Linked DNA regions of Danio rerio: region 1 is linked to region 2. Evidence: chromatin contacts called from public HiCAR-type data. All regions are on one chromosome and are shown on one strand. The core of a region is the stretch at or near the end of the contact, and the rest is flanking DNA. Distances in the headings are between cores, read along the strand shown.

Region 1 (4,857 bases), core at 1,375-3,874, 79 kb after region 2:
GAGCTTTCATGACTAAATGAATCAAATACATTGTTTTCCTTCAAGGCGATCCGGGCTGCTGAAATATAATTGACATAAGTGGCATTGGGGGGTAAAGGAACCAAAACGAAGACAGACATTCAGTAACAGGCATTTTCAAAGCAGAATATCTGACTTTAGCATTGTTTTTCAGCAAGTATGTTGACTTAAATGTTTCTTAAATATCTGTAACCTTATTATGGTATTATTATACTTAAGAAGAGTCAAAAACTTACATGCAGCACCTTTATGGCGCAATAGAAAAAAATGTTTGCAAGCTGATTCTGATTACAAGTGGATGATTCTTAATTCAGATGTATATGGGAACTGACTATTAAGCTTTTCAGATAGGGCTGTACGGCAAAATTCAAAATCAAGATAAAGATATTTAAATAGGCAGGTGTTGTCAAATGAGGGCAAACATACAGATTAAAACACCAGCAGTCTCCTTCAGCTTCTTGTGATCTGATTTACCAAAATGCATCTTAATGTAAAGAGAGATTCAGAGGTCAACAACACACTCATTTTTCTGATATTTAGTCCAGGCCTGGTTTACAAATACACTCAGGGATAGGGAACTGAATCAAATGTAAAATCCAATTCATTTATCACAGGCACATCTTGGCTTCTGAGATGTGCCTACAGCATATCAGTAACAAGATGAGCCACAGTGCAATCGAAATCCCTCCAGTTACCCCTCCCTGCTTTCTCCATTTATCACTCACACTTTTTATTGTCTCTTCATGGCGAGTCTGTGCTAGTAAAAGCTGTCATGTGTACAGAATGATTAGTCGGTGCTTTAGTGCTTAAAAAGAAATGTAGGACTGTTTGCTTTTGCAGAAGAGTCATCAAGGAGGATGTTTGATATGCAGCAGTCATCAGAGAAGACTATTAATACCAATATATCCACCTTTTCATTTTGCATTAATAAAACTAATAGAAATTAATTATTTTAATGTGCAATACATTCAAGGTCTGCATACCAAGGCTGCATTCATCAAAAAAAATAAATAAATAAATAAGTAAAATGGACAACACATCACCACTTCTGCTAAAAGTGAACCCAAGATACCTCAAAGATGAATGCTGACATCTTACACTGATGGCTTTATTTGGAGCCAGAGCCTGTGCAGTAGTAATTGAGAAGTGAATATCTTAATAGTTTAATATATATTAGGCTTCATTTACCTGACAATAATATAACCAAAAATGGGGAAAAAATTATATTGAGTTTTTAAAAAAAAGTGTTTTCAACAAAAGATTTACAAAATGATCAACAAAATGTTTATGCATATCTGCGGAAATGTCAAAAATTCTGTATTGTGCATACCAGGCTGATATTTGGCACTATCACCTTCTTAGTAAACAGTACCTGTTGGGAAATTATGTCATGCAGTCGGCAGCTCTGCATTTGGGTCAACAGTATGTCTAATTTGTCATGACCTGTAAACTGCTTTTTGAATGCAATTTGAAGTTAATCCTCACATACAGTTCAACTGGAAGGTATTGATAGCGCTTCACTTTTTCCACATTTTTTTGTTACAGCCTTATTCCAAAATGGATTCAATTCATTTATTTCTTCAAAATTCTACACACAGTACCACATAATACCACATATTTTTTTTAAACTGTTGCAAATTTATAAAAAATAAAAAAACTGAAAAATCCCATGTACATAAGTATTCACAGCCTTCTCAATTACAACAACATTATGATATGTTAATATTAAAGCTTCCATCTCCTCCTGAACCTTGTGAAAAAGTGTGCCTTGGCATGAAATTAGCCACTAATATTAATTAGCAGCGAATATTAATTTACATTAACTAGGGATATGGTTTCTTTCTAACTACTGAGAGATTTCAGCTGCAGTCTGAGCTTTCCATGCCTTTTTACACTTCCCTTTCTTGATGTGTTTAATGCGTTTTCCCTGTGTTATTTCATTTTATTACACACACCTTATTTTCTAAGCTAATTTGTTTTGCTTTCTTTGCATTGTATGTATGGATTACTAACATTCTAAGAATTTAATATTTAGAAGGTTTAAAATGAACCACGTTTATTTGGAAAAACAAACCTTGTGTAATGTAAAGCAAATTTTCATAATGCAGAACAAAATATTTGTGAGCCCGGATACTTGATCAGTATTGTAGGTCTCGGTTTTCTGCATGATTGACTGATGTGAGATGAGCTTTTATAGTCTGAAGCGCTGGTGTATTCTAACAATGAGCTGCAGGCGTGAGGTGTGTATGGTAGAGCATCTGTCCTCAGTCCTGTTAATACTGCTAAGGCCCTGAAGCTAACTGTATGTCAAGGGGCTCATCTAAAGCAAGTAATAACAGAGAATTAAGTCATTTAACTCCTCCTGAGTGGAAAAAAGGATTGACGCGATAAAGTAGGGAGGAGAAAATTAGCCCGAATTCAACATAATGTTCTATAGATGAAATCAGCAGAGTCACTGTAAAAGCAGTGAGTGAACGAATCGGTCCGGACACGTTGAAGTTGTTTGGTAAAATGTGGAAAGAGAGCTGAATGTAACAGCGTGGTAATCCATTGTAGAGCTGTGGGTTTTGTTGGGTCAGAGCCCAATCTGCACTCATGAGGCCCTGCGGCAATGAGTCTCTGTTTCTGTGTTCTTCTGCTCCCTTCCCTCCCACAAACCAGATTACTCACTCTGAGCGAATACTCTAGATTCACTCACAGTGATTTGATGTGTTTTGTTGAGCAGTGATTAACTATGATATCCTGTCATGGAAATCCTCCGAGGATCTTTATCTCAGTGACCTCAGAGCTGTTAATGAATGCTGGTGACAGAAAAATCCCTTATAAGGAAATATTTAGTATGTGGAGTTGTTAGTTTTAGGCCTATACATTCTTACATCCTGCTTCTGATATAATAATTCTGACACTTAAAGAAACACTGCACTTTTTTTGGAAATAGGCTCATTTTACATGTCACCTAGTGTTAAACAGTTGAGTTAGCTTCAAGAGTTCACACTTAGCTCATGATCTATACATAGCTTGTTTGGTGTGCTGTCCCGGGAGAGAGCCCTGAGCTCAAGAGATCCTCCTGTCCAGGGCTCCCCGCTTTCAAAGAGTGACGGGAAAGTGAGCTCAGGTCAATCTCAAACTCCCCTGCTGCTGAGGCCAGTGTGAACTTCCTCAGAGTAAGACATTAGAAAAAAAGATTTAGGCTTATTTTATCTAAAATATAGAGCATACCAGGGAACCCTTTGGGAAACCCACGCGGACACAGGGAGAACATGCACGCTCCGCACTGAAATACCAGATGGCACAGCAAGGACCCGACGCTTTTGGTATTCTCACTGTGAGGCAACAGTGCTAGTCACTGGGCCACCATGCCGCCCTTTCTGAATAAAGGTGGAAGATGGGGAGGAGGGGGGTTTCTTCCAGACAAAGATAGTTGTAGAAAGGAAATGAGGATATATATAGTGACTTGGGATCCTTTGATTGGAAGATCATGATTAGCTAACGAGGGCCAGCTGGGTCAATCATGAGCACGTGCTCCTCTCCAAATTAGTTTAAAATGAAACTTCACGTAGCATAAATAATCGAATTGGATTAGACCATTAGCATCTCGCTCAAAATAAAAGTTTCAATAATTTTTACTATTTATATCTTGACTATTCTGTAGTTATATCATGTACTTGTGACTGACAGAAAATGAAAAGTTGCTATTTTTAGGTCGATATAGCTATGAACTATACTCTGGTGTAATAATCAAGCAATTTTCTGCTGTATCATGGCATATGCAGCACATGAAAATAGTGCCCAGCTGTAATACATGATCATTTTAAAATATTCACATAAAATGATTTAAAATGTTCCTTTTTTCATATTGTACTTAATTACTGTTGTAGTACTGTAAAAAAAAAACATCCAGTAAGAAACATCCTGATTTTACACAGATTAAAATTAATAGAAAATAATGTTCAAACAAGGTTTAAACAAGGCAAAAAATGTAATTTTACAATTATTTACAAAGAACCCGCAAGAAAAGAAAATATAAAAATAAAAATGTATAAAAATGTATTTGAATTTATGAAAGCTGAATGATATTTTCTAATTTTGAATGTAATTAAATTATCGTTTCAGCGATTTTTTAACAATTGGAATAAGTGTTTAAAATACAACACATATAATATAACACATTTATTCATTCATTCATTCATTTTCTTTTCAGCTTAGTCCCTATTATTCGGGGTCGCCACAGCGGAACAAAATGACCAACTTATCCAGCACATATTTTTCGCAGCAGATGCCCTTCCAGCTGCAACCCATCACTGGGAAACACCCACACACTCATTCACACTCATACACTACAAACAATTTAGCTTACTCAATTCAACTATAGCACATGTCTTTGAACTTGTGAGGCAAACCAGAGCACCCGGAGGAAACCCGCGCGAACATGGGGAGAAAATGTAAACTCCACACAGAAATGCCAACTGACTCAGCCGATGCTTGAACCAGTAACCTTCTTGCTGTCCCACTGCGCCACCGTGACGCCCAATATAACACATAAGAAATATTATATCTATATTATTAATTATAATAAAAAAATATACAAAAATACAGTTTTCAAAGTAAATTAACATACATGGCTTAATCGTGAGACTAATTTGTATCCCTGTATTCTTTAAAGTATGGATGAGACACATACTTGCTGGAAAACCTATATATTTATTATTTACAGTAGAAGTCAAAATGATTATCCCTCCTTTGAAATCTTAATAATTAAAAAAATATTTTCCAAGTGCTGTTTAAAAAAGAATATATGTATTTTAACATATTTTTAAACAATAGTTTTAATGACTCATT
Region 2 (4,985 bases), core at 995-3,494:
ACTTGCTTGCCTTTCACCTCCACCTCTAGGGGGCGCCCATGCCTTCTGAGTATACCCTGCTTTAGAAATGATTAGCTTCCTATTTGTTTGTCAATCCAGATTCAGATCTTCACATCCTTGTGAAATGCACTTGTTTTTGTAGCACTACTGCAATCTTGGCTATCAGTGAACCAAAAAGTAGGTTGTGATGTTCCTTATTCTTTTGCCCCACTCCCCTCTGTTATTCCTGCTCTTCTACCTCTGTAGTTAGCTAAACTGAGGGAGAAGCTAGCGATCTACTTCCTGTAGTGTTTGATAAGCCTCACTTTACTCTTCCCACATGCGGATAAAATCAGTGCTCAGGATTAGAGTCCTTAATGTCATTGCGTCCAGCCACTCACGTATTATCTCCTTAAGGGGTGACCACACTAAACTTTGAGCGTGCAATATTTCTTTGGATGCTGCACTATTCATGTTATGCCATCATGCAATCAGTCTTCTTTTTTAAATGGAGACTTCCAATATTTAAAGTCTGCTTGAAATCAAAATTTGCCATGTTTATTTTGCTAGCGCACTTTGCCATTCTTCAGGTGAACAATTAATATATGCGAGTTAATCCACTGATTTATTTTCCTCCAACGAGTCAAAGCGAATAAAATCGTCCCTTCCTGATTAACTGGCGATAAATATCAACAGTAAAAGCAGAATTTGCTGCGGTAGAAGAAGCTGCGTGAGTCTTTTCTTTGTTTAATAAATGATTTGTGCCTCAGAAGGCAATCTGACATGCAGTAAATGCGTGGTAGCATTTGAAGGTGTGAGACGTGGAGCACAGACGCTCTTTATTCTGGAGGTCAATTAATAATATAATAATAACAGTAATACTGAAATGATCAAGGCATTTTAGAATGACCAAAACAGCATTTCAGATGTTTACAGTGTGCTCAGCCTGCTGGTTTATCTATTCGCATATATTTTTATCACCACAAGATCTCTTATAGCAAAATTACATGACCCTTTTAATGCGCACTCTGGAGTTTGTTCGGTAAAAGTGTTTCCATCGTAGTTTATGTGCATCTTTTCTTATCGAATAAAAAGTTTATCCTAATCAGTTATGCTTTTTATGCGCATTTTTTTAATTTATGCACATCTCCAAAGTATGCATTTAAATAGGTGGATGGAAACGTAGCTACTAAAGAAGGTCCAGAATTTGTCCCATACATGAGCTCATTTGTCCTATTTTGACTGCTATGCCATCATGGTGAACATAACATTTTGAAAAATGCTCTAAGACCAAGCAGAATCCTCTGTTAGCTAATCAGTTTTGACAATGCTAACAATTATTTTTCCAATTATTTTATAAGTCCAACATCCATCTGTGCAAGAAAACATACAATCACATATAAGAGATGTCTTCCTTTGCTACTGTATTGTTTTTAATCAGAGAAAACATTTTACAAGTAACTTTTATTCTGAATCTTGGACCTTATTCTTGAAGAAAAATGACCAATAAAAAGGTGTGAAGCCCCAAAATGGACCATATTAAAATTTATTTGAATACTATTTTGGCTAAAGTAGTCAAAAAGTGTGGTTACCATCGACAAGCTAATTCAGAATAGTGCTTGAAATGTCACAAAAATGCAGCATTTAAATTTCATAATTCAATAGAGGTGTCTAATTGCAAAAAGGTTCACTTTTCAGAAAAAAAGAACCATTTCACCAGGCTGGCTACAGGTCTGCTGTGGTTGTCAGTTTGACACTTTAACAACATTATTTATTACCACACACCTCATACCATTAGTTTGCTAAAAGTGAATGATGCACAAAAAGAAAGTCCCGCTTCCTACTCAATATTCAGTTTTAGTTGAAAGTACATCAACATAGTGAAACAAAGATCTTAGCAACTGCCAGTTCAAACAGACTTTAAGAAATAATAATTAGGCCAATATTGGATATATTAGATGTACTTCACTTTACTACAATGCTACAGATGTTCTTACAATATTGTTTAAAAACCTTCACGTGACCTAAACGCATGAGCTTATGCTTCTCCAGCATTTGCATGCTTATGAATGAAAGTGAATGGACAGAAAAGTGCAGTGTGGTCGCCCCTTTACACAGGTTTACCTGTTTTGACAATCCTAACAAAATATCCTGACTTAAGCTGTAAATCAATATTATCTTACTTTTGTGATTGTTTCAGTTTCAAGCTTTAAGCTTTGTAGAAACAGGTTTTGCGGTTAAACTGACAGTCATGTTCCTCTAGGTTTGTTTCCTTTTTTCAGACGTGCATGTGCTGTGAAGCGTTGATAGCACCCGTTTGCTAAAGTCAGTGTCGACTGCCTTCCATCTAAAAAAACAAACAAAAAAAACATGAGTGCCTATGACCATGTTACACTTTCCCTTCAACATTCAAATATTTCTCGGTGAAGCATGTTTGTTTTGCCTGTTTCGTGCCTTTTAACAAAAGTGTTATTAATAGCTGTTTTGAAGGTGAATGAGAAATCAGAGACATGTTAAGTTTTCCTTGCCACCCTTTTTCTATTTCTGGCTTTCTGGTTTTGCTTCCTCAAGGCTGCACCCTGCTTTTCGCACCAGACGAGCAGAAATCATCAACAGCTATAAAAATAGACATGCAGAACCCATGTGTTGAGACACACACACACAAAAATAAAGAAAATAGCAAGGAAGAGGGAAAACAGTGAAGACTTTTATAGGTTCATCTCATTAGAGCGCTTTTTAGTAACATCACTTGTGCAGTATTTCTAGGGGCAGACAATTACGGTGAATGTTTATAGATGCCACACTATGCCTAAAGGCTTAATAATTAGTAAAATAATGAATGTATGACCTTACTGTGCATACGCAGACTGGCTCTGCGACGAATTATGTACGTAATACCAGCTCTCCTGTCTGCCCCGTAAGGTAAAGATCACACTATAAGAGCAATTTGAGACACTACAAACATCAGCAAGCTTGCTGGGATGGAAAGCGTTGTTGCCGTGGTGATTTTTGGGCTTGTTGGCACTTTTCGTTCTTTGACTTTTTGCTTTTGCACTTTTGTTTTTAGAATTAGTCTGCCTTTTGGTGTGCATGGCATTGACTGTATTGAAATGATGGCTTTTCAAGATATTTTGTAGCATGGAATGGTTTCTTCCATTAATCTAGTGCTTCTTATGACCCTACATGTTTTCTGCATAAACACACACACAAAAGAAAAATCTCTCGTAATTACTATTAGATTTTTTTCATTGGCTCAAGTTCTTTAAACCTTGTGCTTTAATCAAAATGCCTTCAACTTTGACTTTGATGGTTTTCTGTTGTAGTAATGAGGGGGTTTTGTTGATCTTCTATAAACAGTATTAGAAAGATCCATTTGGCCTAAAAGTAATCACCCTAATTCAGATTCTGACATTTAATAAATGATGGCAGAAGGATAAACTTTGGGTGAACTGTCTCTTTAAAAAGAGAGACTGGCTTAGGCAATCTGATGTGGCTAACCACACAAAAGATCCCTGCTAACAGTAAACCCATAGATGTATATGCATAGATGCCTCATTAGCAGCTGTCTATATTGTTGTGAACACTCGAGAGCAAGGTGACTGTTGTGAATTTTTCTGTCTGCAATAGCAGATGATTTTGCTAAACTAATTGAATACAAGACAAAAGCGTTATCTAATGCTGAGTTCAGACTGCATGACTATTTGGGGTAGCGTCCTGTCTGTGCTGTATTAACACTGTAGGATGGATCGGCGACAGGGGGTTTTACACTGCATGACTTTTTAAAATAGAAATAATCTGTGCCAACTTTGTCCAACCTACATCTTACAACCAAACACACTGGTGAAGTGATATAGAAACAATGTGAGGTCACGTAATATATATTTCGTTATTAATTACACAATGGAAAAAGAAGACTTTAGTGAGCAGGAAATGTACTTATTTTGCTCACCTGGCACAACAGAATGCTAGTTTGAAAACTTGAACTGTTGGCATAATGACTTGTGGCATCTATGCATATACAGCTGTAGTGTAAATGCTTTCTAAATATGCACTTTAGCTTAAAATTTGATATAAACAATGTTCATTTTTTTCTTTCAATTTAACAATACAGTCTTGAGCAACGAAAGTATTTATCAGTGCACGTTTACAGCTAAGATGGGTGCATGGGAATGCTCTGAGCACTAACTTCTTTGTATTTATTAAAAAGACAGTAGCTTTCATTACTTAAGAGTTACCATGCACTTTTGTCTTGTAAATGAAAAAAAAAAGAAAAAAAACAATCCAAGCCCTCATTACAAAATCAACAGTCATTTAGTTTAGACTAAATGTTTATCATGTATTTCATAAGCATAGCAAACCACTTGTATGTACAAGAAACGTGAGAGCACTTGATAAGTGGGGTTTAGTTTGTGTTACTGTGCCTTTAATTGGAAAAAAAAAAGAGTCATTTTTCATCTGAGAGGTCACTGCCTTTAGTTTTTAGTTGAGGTAATTGTAGTACTCTCTCTCTCACATTAGCTGACATCCAGCAGACCACTGTATTGCTCCTTCTGCATGTCTGTGGCCAGCATGTAGCAATAGCATCTGTACTTTGAGTGGTGTGTTTCATCCCTCTCTGATTGTGAGCCATGATTGTACTGGTTTGAATGAGAGTGAATGTACACACGAGCAGATTAACTAAGTCTCTTGCGCCCTCTAGAGTCAGCTGAACTTCACGGTTTAATTTATTTAACATTATTATTATTATTACTACTACTTCTTTCATTGTTAATATTATTTGAAAGGCTATGAGTTGGTGTTGGGTGGAAAGGATTATGTTACACAACGTGCTTTTTGAAAATTTGACTTTGGTGAATTTTTGTAAAATACTAATACACAGAGCAGTTATTGTGGTGATTGCCTTTTTGTTCTCAACTAAATACTCTCTCAATGTTTGTATTAAACTGGAAAGGTTAACCACCTCTTACTGCTTTGTAAAATGTACAATCTGACCTCAGGTCATAGGC

The links. HiCAR-type assays count read pairs that join an accessible place to other places.
Region 1: a HiCAR-type map of caudal fin shows a contact between it and region 2, with 4 times the contacts expected there. The contact joins two enhancer-like sites. A contact is called at or near these places in 4 of 18 Hi-C or Micro-C datasets (caudal fin, embryo, hematopoietic stem cells and 1 more) and 1 of 4 datasets of contacts at active chromatin or transcription factors (caudal fin).

What each region holds. Positions count from the first base shown.
Region 1 is chr5:44,419,272-44,424,128 of GRCz12tu, forward strand. The region is part of intron 4 of si:dkey-40c11.2; the gene reads left to right. Among named protein-coding and RNA genes, the nearest start is that of si:dkey-40c11.2, 54 kb to the left of the region's middle. Within about 2 kb of position 2,625, at least 12 of the 62 cell types and tissues checked have an H3K27ac peak or open chromatin away from gene starts, as enhancers often do. A contact at or near this core is called in caudal fin, where this site is marked.
Region 2 is chr5:44,340,672-44,345,656 of GRCz12tu, forward strand. rhobtb4 (Rho related BTB domain containing 4) reads left to right here. Exons shown (of 11, transcript NM_001099974.2): 11 at 1-4,985. Among named protein-coding and RNA genes, the nearest start is that of si:dkey-40c11.2, 24 kb to the right of the region's middle. Within about 2 kb of position 2,245, at least 3 of the 62 cell types and tissues checked have an H3K27ac peak or open chromatin away from gene starts, as enhancers often do. A contact at or near this core is called in caudal fin, where this site is marked.